Regions from separate parts of the Mus musculus genome. Here regions 2 and 3 are each linked to region 1. Evidence: chromatin contacts called from public promoter capture Hi-C data. All regions are on one chromosome and are shown on one strand. The core of a region is the stretch at or near the end of the contact, and the rest is flanking DNA. Distances in the headings are between cores, read along the strand shown.

Region 1 (3,263 bases), core at 6-2,505:
ACATCCTTGCATTCATTCCACAAGTGCACATGTAGTAAAAGACAGATATCTCATGGGAAGTGGAGTCTGATTTTGTTCTATTCTGTATTCTAAATCCCTTGTAGCTAAGAAGACAAAATCCAGAACTTTAGAAAATGTTGGCTGGAAAAAGGAGAGGGTGCTTTTCTTCCATGACTTCTTAATTTGTTTGTTTGTTTGGTTGGTTTTGGTTTTTTTTTTTTTTTTTTTGAAGCCAGACCTTGATGTGTAACTCAGACTGGTCTTGAATTTATAATCCTCTCTGCCTCTGGCCTGCCTCTGACTGCTGGAATTACAACCATGCTCAGCTTGCCCTGGCTTCTTGATTCCAGTCTCCAAGCAGGGGTGGAGCCATGGAGAAGCGCTCAGAAGAGCAAAGGGATGAAGCTTTAAATTTCCTCCCTCCCAGTTTCCCCACATGGTATTTCATTGTCCTCATCTTTAAAGCCAGGTTAGCAACAGCACCCGGGTTTATGGTATTTGTTAGGACAGTTACATAAAAACACATTACATTATCTCAAAACATGGCTACCACGGAACATCACACAAAACATGGTTAACACAGAATGTCACACAAAACATGCCGAGCACTCAGCAGATCTCCCTCTGTGGCTACAATCGTTGGTTTCCTCTGATAAAGCAGCTCAGCACTACACCTTCATGGATCATCTGAAATAGAGTCTAGAACAGGCACACGGAAGAGCCGAGACATATCCTCATGAGGACGTTCTTTGGTGCTCCTCCTCCATATGAATTGCTTTGCATATGATAGTAGACATTCTGGAATCAGACAGAGCCAAGGACAAATCCTAGCTTAGCCTTAGTTTGCCCATCTGTACAGCTCTCCCCACTAAGTTTCTGTGACAAGTCATAATTACACGTTGCCTATCAAATGCCCGGCAGAGAGCAAGAGTCCAATAAGAGTTCACTGCTATCCTTGCTGTCATTTCTGTGTTTATCGACAGGCCCATGGAAACAGCAGGGCTTTCCATTCTGCCAGCCTTGGCTCCTGAGCAACTCCACGCATGTCAGCTTCACCACTTCCCCTTGACTGCCGGTTTCAAAAGAGCTCTTCATTTTCAGAGGCTACATTTGATAAGTTTGCGAATTTGCATGCTGCCAAAAGCCCCCTGTGGCTCATGTAAGTCCAGATTATTCTGTTTATTCCTTTAGTCACAGCTGTCGTTTATCGTGCAGAGGCAGCTCGTTTATTATGTCTCAGACTACCCAGGCTCCAGCTCAGGGCAGCCTTTGTCAGCTATATCTGCCTGCCTCTGCCACCGACTGACATGTTGACGACGGCACCTGCAGCCCTGGTTACCAGCAAAGGGGGCTGAGACATTCCTGGGAGGGGGTCCTTTCTTTTCGTCCTGACAACAAGGAGGGCTGCTCCTATCCCTATCATTTTTCTGAATTGGTATCAACAGCTGCTTTCATCTTCATACAAGAGAAACATAGTCGTTTCCCTGTTTTATTATTAACACACTCTGGCATAATTGCTTGGGCTCTCAACTGTGACCTGTTAGACAGCCACTCAGCTGTGGAATTTTCCAGGGGAATACAGCAGGATGGTTCAAGACAGCAATATGCATTTTTCCCTAACCGTATCTATTTGTCTGTGAAGCCCTGAAGTCAAATCTCTTGTTGAATTTGCTTAAACATCAATGAATAGTTGAATTTACATAGATTTAATGTCTTATAATCTTTCTGGTCTGGGGATCTATATTCAAGATATATCTGTGCATCAGCTCAGCTATATCCTGTTTAATGCTGAAAATAATTTTAATCTCTCTAAAGCATAATACTTTGCACATTACTAAACCATAGCAGCCAAGACTATCTAATAAGACTCAGTAAATTGGCTGCTGCTAACTAACAAATATACAATGCTGAGATCTGGGCCACATGCACAGGTCTGGGTTTGGTTTCGTTTGGTTTCATTTGGTTTGGTTTGGGGGCTTTTGCTTTATTAAAGCACTTATTCTTGCAATAGGCTTTATTTGGCTACTTGTTCTTCTTATAGGCTACACTCTACCATCCAATGACACATACATACATGTTCATCTCTGAGGGTTATCAGAGGGCTTGGAATAACCATTCATTTAAATACATACACACACACACACATATACACACACACACACTCACTCACTCACTCAATTAATGCATGCAGTAGGTATTTGTTGAGTCCTAGGGATATGCCAAGCAAGCAAAATCAACAAAGTCCATGCTGTGCTGGGGTTGGCGTGCTACCCATGGAGTAGGCACAAAAACACAGTTTTGTACCACATGTCAGGAGGCAATGAATCCAGAATAAAACACTGAAGACCATGAGGCTAAGGTGGTGAGGTAGGTTTGAGATGGTAGCAACAAGAGGCAGTCTGGGCAGAAACAAAAGTGGGCAGAAAACAAGCCAATCTCCAGTTACTTGTGGCTGTTGTCATAAAGGTCCTTAGGCTGTTGCACTTTCTGTGACCATGCTAATTTACAACATTCTGTACCTGGTCCTCACCAAAGATGGAATCTATTTCCTTCCTGCCTTAAGTACAAGCTTGTTGTTGGTCACAGCAATGTCAAACCAAAGAGCTGTGAAAAGTAAGGGGCAAAAGTTTACACCTAGGCCTAAGGTATCTTGCAGTTCCTGCTTTGATTCATCCTCTGAGAGGCCAGAGATGACCATAATGCAAAGACAATCTAGAATGTACAAGGCCAAGGCACTCCTGTAAACACCCAGCACAGTGGTTGACCAGATAGCAGAGTGTGGCCACTGGGATGTTCCTTGGGGAGAAGGGTGGGAGAGCCACTCCACAGAAGCATGGGACAGGTAAGTATTTTGGGGGGACAATAATGCAGCAGAAGCTAGCTGTTTACCTTGTTCCCTACTCTTTATTTCCTCCATGCTCAAATGCTGGGGTAATTCCTCCCAGCTCTGTTCTCTTCAGGTGGGTGTCCTCACAGTACTGACGACTGGCAATACTCATCAGTATAACTGTTTAGTTTATGCCCAATTCTGAGCCTATCTGAATGTACAATTTCAGGTACAGCTTCAAAGATGGTTAGTTTGCATCATGTCATTTCCTGTATATACAATTTATATAATACATATAAGATATTACTATTAATAATATTATTAATTTATATACATAGTTATACATTTTTAGTTAATAATAATAATGTTTTCAGTTAACAGTAATAAAACTTTAAATAATGAATTCTTTTTAGTAGTAACAAAAATCCATGGCAGC
Region 2 (3,359 bases), core at 846-3,345, 330 kb before region 1:
CCCACATTAGGGTTAAAGTTCTGATTTTAGTCTGTTAAAATACAACTTCATGATATAGGCAAGATGGCTCAGCAGATAAAGGCACCTTTGCCTCCTGAGACCTTAACCTTGACCTTTCAGCCTCTGGGAACTATGGGATAATATACCTCACATTTCAATGGCCTGCTTGTGATTCCTGCTCTACTAGCCCTGATCGAGTACTTCATGATGAAAATACCAGGCTAGATCATTCTGTACATGATTTTTACAAAGCTGAGGCTGACTTCCCTTTGTGTGCTTAAGAATTACCCCCAAACAATACTATTTTAATGGCTGTCAAGCAACTTCTAGCTGGTTCTAATGAAACCCTGAACCAGGGTTGAGAATCACCTGCCTATATGTGTGGTATCATCACCTACGTTTCTTCTGAGTCAGCTCTGAGCTGGAAGGTCATGTGCACACAGCAGTCCAATGTGCATCTCTTTCAGGTAGCTACTCTGTCATTTCCCACTGTTTTAGTTTCTTCAGAGTCCTGTTGACATTGCGAGATGGGTTTTTTTGGGGGGTGGGGTGGGGGTTGTTTTGTTTTGTTTTGTTCTTTAAACATGCATGGTTATTTAATTTCTTCCTTCTCTGGAAATATAAGCTTGGTGAGGTTAGAGCCCTGAACTGTTTTACCCTTTAGTGCTGGTGGGATGCTAAGGCGAGTGCCTTCCCTCACTATCTTCAACTTAGGTCAGGAATGGCAAAAGTTGGATTTGGGCCCAGGCTGGATTGAATTCACAGCCATCCTGCTGGGCTACTTATGCATTTATTATTTCCTTGTCCCCAAGTACTTTATTGACTGTCATTTTCCATCACAGACTTTCACTTTCTTTCTCAACAGAACTCCAATGGAGGACCCACCACTAGCTCTAATTGACAGATCAGAACACTGGGGTCCTAAATGTGGGGATTTCCTCACACAGCCTATGGGAGTTGTTTCTGTAGTTTGTCAGTTTCAGCGCCTTCTTATCCTCCCATTGGTTTGTTTCCTCCCTTCTCCTGGTCTGAAGGGAGATGCTCAGTTTCCACTGGGTATCTCCTTTTAGTTCAAGAGCAGCAGGATTTGGCCAGGTTCTATGAAGAACAGTCGGTATCAGCTTGACTTTAGACTGCCCATGTTCTAGAGGGTGCTCTACACCCTTCACATACAGGCAGTACGAGTGCACTCAATGGCTTTAACAGATGAGTTCGTGAAGTTGGATGGAGAAGTTGAGGGGATGAAGCATGGGAGGAGCTGGAGCAGAGCTAGTAGAGGGCAGATTTCATCAAAATTTATTATATTCATACACAAAACTCACAAATAATAGGTTTAAATAATAATAATTTAAAAAACTGCAGCACACTGAGTCAGACACTTCAGGAGGAAGAATCGAGAAACATCTTGGCACAGCTATTCCCAGCCTTAAGCTGTGCAAGATTCTTCCCATAGCTCTGCCAGCCCAAGGCTGCCTGCTGGCACTTGAGGCTCAAGTTAGAAAGTGGGAAGTTTGAAAGCTTCTGGAAGAAGGTGAAAGGGATTTGAATCCAGCTCCTTGAGGCTGTGACAGAGCTGGTGGGACTCAATTGGCAAAGATCTTAAGGGGACAGATGGGCACCATGAGTGTCTATTGAGTGTCTGGGGTATCGCTTGCCACTAGTGATCACTTGCCCATGCAGTAAGTGGTCTTGGACAGTGTGGACAGGGAGAGTGGGAGTCCTAGTTAGAGCCTCTTCTCTTGGTTGATGCAGTTCTGTTCAGTGTATCATGTAGCTTAACTTTCTCCAGTCTTTTGTCCCTGATTCAGCATAAGTCTTTGTTATTTATATAAAATCACATTTCCTACAATCTTTCCTTCCACATGTAGCAGTCTGGTCTCCTTCCAGCTTTGCGCCCATTCCACTGGCAGAGTGATGGCTATGTGTAAACACCACGAAGGCTGCTTAAAACCTCCAACAGGTTTCTCTTTTCCATAAGATGTGACCCCAGTTCTGAACAAGGTGTCCTCAGCATTCTACTTAGGTTCCCTAAGGAGCCTCTTCCCGCCCACCTTACAGCCCTTCCTTGTCTGTGCGCCAGGCCTTCTGGCTCGATTTCGGTTTCTAAACACACCGTGTTCCCTCCAGTCTCCAGGCCTTTACACAAGCTGTTCTCTCCGTCTGGCATAGCTCTTCCCCATCCGCCACCACCACCACTGCCACCACCGCCATCATCACCACCATCACCCTGCTTAACCGATTAACACCTGGCCATCTGTCAGAGCTCAACTCAGCTGTCACTCTCCCAGATGCCCAACAAGACACAGCCCCTGTCTCATGCCTCCCCAGCATCTAAATTGGCCGAAATGTGCCTTCATTCAAAGCGATCACTTGAGCTTATAGGTCAATGTTCCTGAGAATAGACTTCACGTGAATTAGTTCGTCTCTTAACCTATAAAATGATTGGAGTAGGTTCTCAATTAATACTGTTTTCTCATGTGGATCTCTGTCTCACTAGGCGGAAAATTAGGGTTTAGGAAGAATAAGTTGCCTGTCTAGGATTGTTCAGAAGATCTGGGATATGGACCAACCCCTCACTACCTAACATATAGCCCTTTCAAATATGTCAGCCCTGGCAGAGCCTCATGGGAGGAGGGAGGAGCTTCTACTGAAAATTTCATTTTGGCCCCTGAGAAATAAATGAGCTGTACCAGCCTCAGCTCAGCTGCACTACATCATAAGCCAGTTAAGGGACCATGTTCCTCAGAAGTGCCCTCAGCTGTGGGAGAGAGATGGATGGTCCCTAAAGGCTCATCTCATTATTCCAGGAGCCAAATTGGGACCTTGTTAAGGGATGGATTGCCCATCAGTAAGTAGCACACTAATTCTATAGCCACATGGCACAGGAGACTGACCAGGGCTCCCATAATGTGGCCTCTGGCAGTCTTCCCACCATCTAGACCTAATGGCAACTTTTAGAAAATAAACACAGCCCTCACAGAGCCCCCAAGAACACATTTGCTCTAATGTGGTTCAACCGTCTTAAGTGAGTGCCTAATAAATTAATGGTCCTGTTAAACACAGTTCATTGTGAGCTTCACTGTGCAGCAGCCATCAAAGGATGGGTTATTTCTAGGACAGTAAAAGCAAATCATAGCTCTGTGTGTGCATGTGTGTGTGTGTGTGTGTGTGTGTGTGTGTGTATGCACATCTGTGCAGGGCATCACTGTGCAGTGGTTATGTCCTAGCTATGCTTGTGTGCATGTGTGCAGGTTAGAGCACAGTGAAGCTGCACTCTGCAAACATTCACTGCACATGAAATTGTATTCCATGCAGCCTACCCTATGCTTTACAGAAACCATATGACACTGTCTACACTG
Region 3 (3,069 bases), core at 534-3,033, 440 kb before region 1:
AGTCTGTAAAAAAAGTTGCCTCCAAACCGCACAGACATGTGAGATAGAGCATGGGTATTCACAGAAGCCAGCTACAGTCTGAAGAGATGCTAAAGCAAAGATATAGATGGAGAGTAGCAGGATGCAGCTGTGAGCAGCCACCAGTAGTCAGGTGCTCTGGGTAGGCAGGTGCTCCGAGAGCCGAAGAGAAAGTCATGCATGAGGACAAGCTATAGACGTGTTTGACCAATGGCAAAATCATGGAATGCTGGGACAGGCACAATCTAGAGCTACCTTGGAACTCTGCTTCAACAACCAAGACTGCTACTGGGAGGCTGAGTGATGCCCTAGACCTTAAAGAGATGATGAATTCCAGTAGATGCCAGTGGCTTCTAGTCATTGCTGGCTTCCTTGTCCACCTGTGTCTTTTATGGGAGACAGAGCTGCTAAATTACAGGCTTCACAGCTGGTTATCTGTAGTTTGGATCAGAACTCTGCTGGTATTAATTAAATTGTCTGTGGGTAGAGTAAGAAAACTACAACTTTAAGAGGTTTTAACCCATAAAAGCATGGTTCTTGTTTCTTATTTATTACTAGAGACAGAATACTGGGTCTTATGCTTGCTATGTAGACACTCTGCCTCAGAACTACATCCCCAGCCCCATATTTCATGCTTCTTTTGTGCATCCACGAAGCACCCATTGGAGGCCTTGAGTTGTGTTCCTTTGCAGGTTGTTGATGTCATTATCATCTGTAAAAGTAAAAAAAAAAAAAAAAAAGGAAGGAGGAAGCCTGATGAATTGGGTGCTGGCTCTGAGACATGTCCTGTGTACTCACATTTCAATGGTCATAGCAAGAGCATGACTCACTATCAGAAAAGTCAAGCATTTTATGCAAGCAGGAATACCAGCACTAGAACTTGCAGCAGGAGCAAACTCCCCCTCCTCGTGTCTGATTGGAGGTGATTATTGTTTACCGAATTTTATGGCTTTGATGTGAAATGTCCTCCACAGGCTCATGTGTTTAAATGTTTGGTTTCCAAATGGTAGGATGGTGGTGCTGTCTTGGGAGGTTGTAGAGGACTCTGGACATGGAGCCTAGATGACATACATAGATGAGCTGGCTTCTCTCTCTCTCTCTCTCTCTCTCTCTCTCTCTCTCTCTCTCTCTCTCTCTCTGTGTGTGTGTGTGTGTGTGTGTGTGTGTGTCTTGACTGCTAGAGCAAAGCTTCCGGCGCCTCTAAGGCAGACCATTCATGATTCCATGTCACTATAAAATGTATCCCCTAAACAAATCATTCCTCCTTTAAGCTGTTTCTTATGGGTTATTTGGTCACAACAATGAGAGGAATAAGCAACACACCTAACAAGTGGTGGTCAGAAATAAACCCAGACCTGAAGAGATGCTTAGCATGATGTACAACCCCTAATAAATTGGCAGTGACTACTGGCTTTATTGGAGCCAAGAATTTACGAATCCCTGTTACCTACAATCAACTTGGCCCAGCTTCCTTTCCTAAACCATTACGATGGGGATAATCTCTAAAGAGCACAGATGGGTTGACATCTTCTCTATTAGCCATCTATCTTCAGGATGTCAAGAAATTGTTTATGCCATTCCTACTATTCATAGGTGAGACCAGAAATGTGGCTAAGGTCTTTGATGGATCACATACTGAGCTAAGGGAAGACTGCCATGGAACCTGGAGAGCAAAAGTTGGATAGAGAGACTGTGCTGAGGGGTTTATTGCTAAAGCTTAGTCATTGCCAGGGGTGTGGGGGTTGGTGCAGGGAAGCTCACGATGCAGAAATAGAAGCAGGAGCAGGAGCTGCAGGCAGGCGAGCAGATGGAAGTTATTTTTAAAAGGAGGCTGTATAAAGCCGTAGGTGGAGAAAGCTCTAGACACAGAGAGCCAGGGCTATAGGTTAGAATGTCCTAAAGAGAAACCTGTATTATCCTGACAAGGCTGAATTTTTTCTCAAACAACTTTCTACACCCTGGGTCCCCAGCATCAAAAATAAAGACATAATTTTAAGAGTCAACATGCAGTTTTCAGGTGGTGGACAGCTAAAACTGTCCCAAGCTGCTTTGAACAGAAAGGGAAGCCAATTGATGCATGTAGTTGGAAAGTATAAGCCAGACATGACTTCAGGCAGTGATGCATCTGGGTGCTAAAATGGTGTGATTGGTGGTATTTATGTTTTATTGTTTCCTCACTTATGGTCTCATTCTTGTGCAGATGTCCCTGTCCAGGTGTCCCAGTGGCAGCCAACACCTCTCCTGAGACACACCAACACAGCAGCTAAGCATTTATAAGCATGATTATTCATTCACTTATCTGGGTCTAGGTATCTACTTTCCTGAGATATTTATTGGCTTGAGTCTCCTCTCTATTGAAGATAACCAAGAATCAGTGTACCAGACCCACATGACTTCGACAGCCAATGCATGACTAGAACTTGTATATCATCCATAATGAGATACTTGGAAATCTTTCTTAGAGACAGAGATAGAATAATTGTCTTCCGTGGGTGAACCCAAAGTGACATTTACTGAACTGTTCAGAACCTGAATTAAAAAACACCCATTTTTCTTTGCATTTGGCCCACCTGTACAAGTTCCCCCAAGGCCTGTTTCACATACCTGCTGCTTTCTGAGGGGTTCCGAACTCCCTAACAACCTTTAGTTTCTTTCTTCCACCTTGCTCCCCTGAGGCGTGGGTCTACATTGGGCCCATGTGACTGATGCTCTTTAAGGCCAGTCTTGGATAGCATCAGTTTATTTTGGTAATTGATACTTAATGTGAGAGCAATGGACAGATGGATGGATGGCTTATGAAGACTCAACTGGAAGAAGTATTTGGGATTTACAAGACCTATTGAGGTGAGGGCAGTGCCAGAAGCACAGGCAAGTAGTTCTCAGAAATGTGCAGGACAGGCACAAGCACGTGAAGGTGGAGATGTTTCAGTTCCCAGGCCAGAGCCCCCTTTATCTTGGGATTTCCTTTACTCTCCCTAGAGATCCTGGTCAAAGCAGAGGGTTAAAAAACATGATGCTGGAAGTGTTTCCCAGCTCTGCCACTTCAGGGAC

What was found. Promoter capture Hi-C pulls out the DNA fragments that hold promoters and counts their contacts.
Region 2: a promoter capture Hi-C map of hippocampal neurons shows a contact between it and region 1, with 2.4 times the contacts expected there. The contact joins two enhancer-like sites. A contact is called at or near these places in 2 of 39 promoter capture datasets (hippocampal neurons and liver).
Region 3: a promoter capture Hi-C map of hippocampal neurons shows a contact between it and region 1, with 2.6 times the contacts expected there. The contact joins two enhancer-like sites. A contact is called at or near these places in 3 of 39 promoter capture datasets (embryonic stem cells, hippocampal neurons and liver) and 1 of 484 Hi-C or Micro-C datasets (the G1E-ER4 cell line).

The regions. Positions count from the first base shown.
Region 1 is chr7:124,345,688-124,348,950 of GRCm38.p6, reverse strand. All of the region lies in intron 1 of Hs3st4 (heparan sulfate (glucosamine) 3-O-sulfotransferase 4), which reads right to left. Among named protein-coding and RNA genes, the nearest start is that of Gm23168, 150 kb to the left of the region's middle. Within about 2 kb of position 1,255, at least 25 of the 459 cell types and tissues checked have an H3K27ac peak or open chromatin away from gene starts, as enhancers often do. A contact at or near this core is called in hippocampal neurons, where this site is marked.
Region 2 is chr7:124,680,162-124,683,520 of GRCm38.p6, reverse strand. The region is part of intron 1 of 3100003L05Rik (RIKEN cDNA 3100003L05 gene); the gene reads left to right. Among named protein-coding and RNA genes, the nearest start is that of 3100003L05Rik, 27 kb to the left of the region's middle. Within about 2 kb of position 2,095, at least 12 of the 459 cell types and tissues checked have an H3K27ac peak or open chromatin away from gene starts, as enhancers often do. A contact at or near this core is called in hippocampal neurons, where this site is marked.
Region 3 is chr7:124,787,680-124,790,748 of GRCm38.p6, reverse strand. No RefSeq gene overlaps it. Among named protein-coding and RNA genes, the nearest start is that of 3100003L05Rik, 80 kb to the right of the region's middle. Within about 2 kb of position 1,783, at least 16 of the 459 cell types and tissues checked have an H3K27ac peak or open chromatin away from gene starts, as enhancers often do. A contact at or near this core is called in hippocampal neurons, where this site is marked.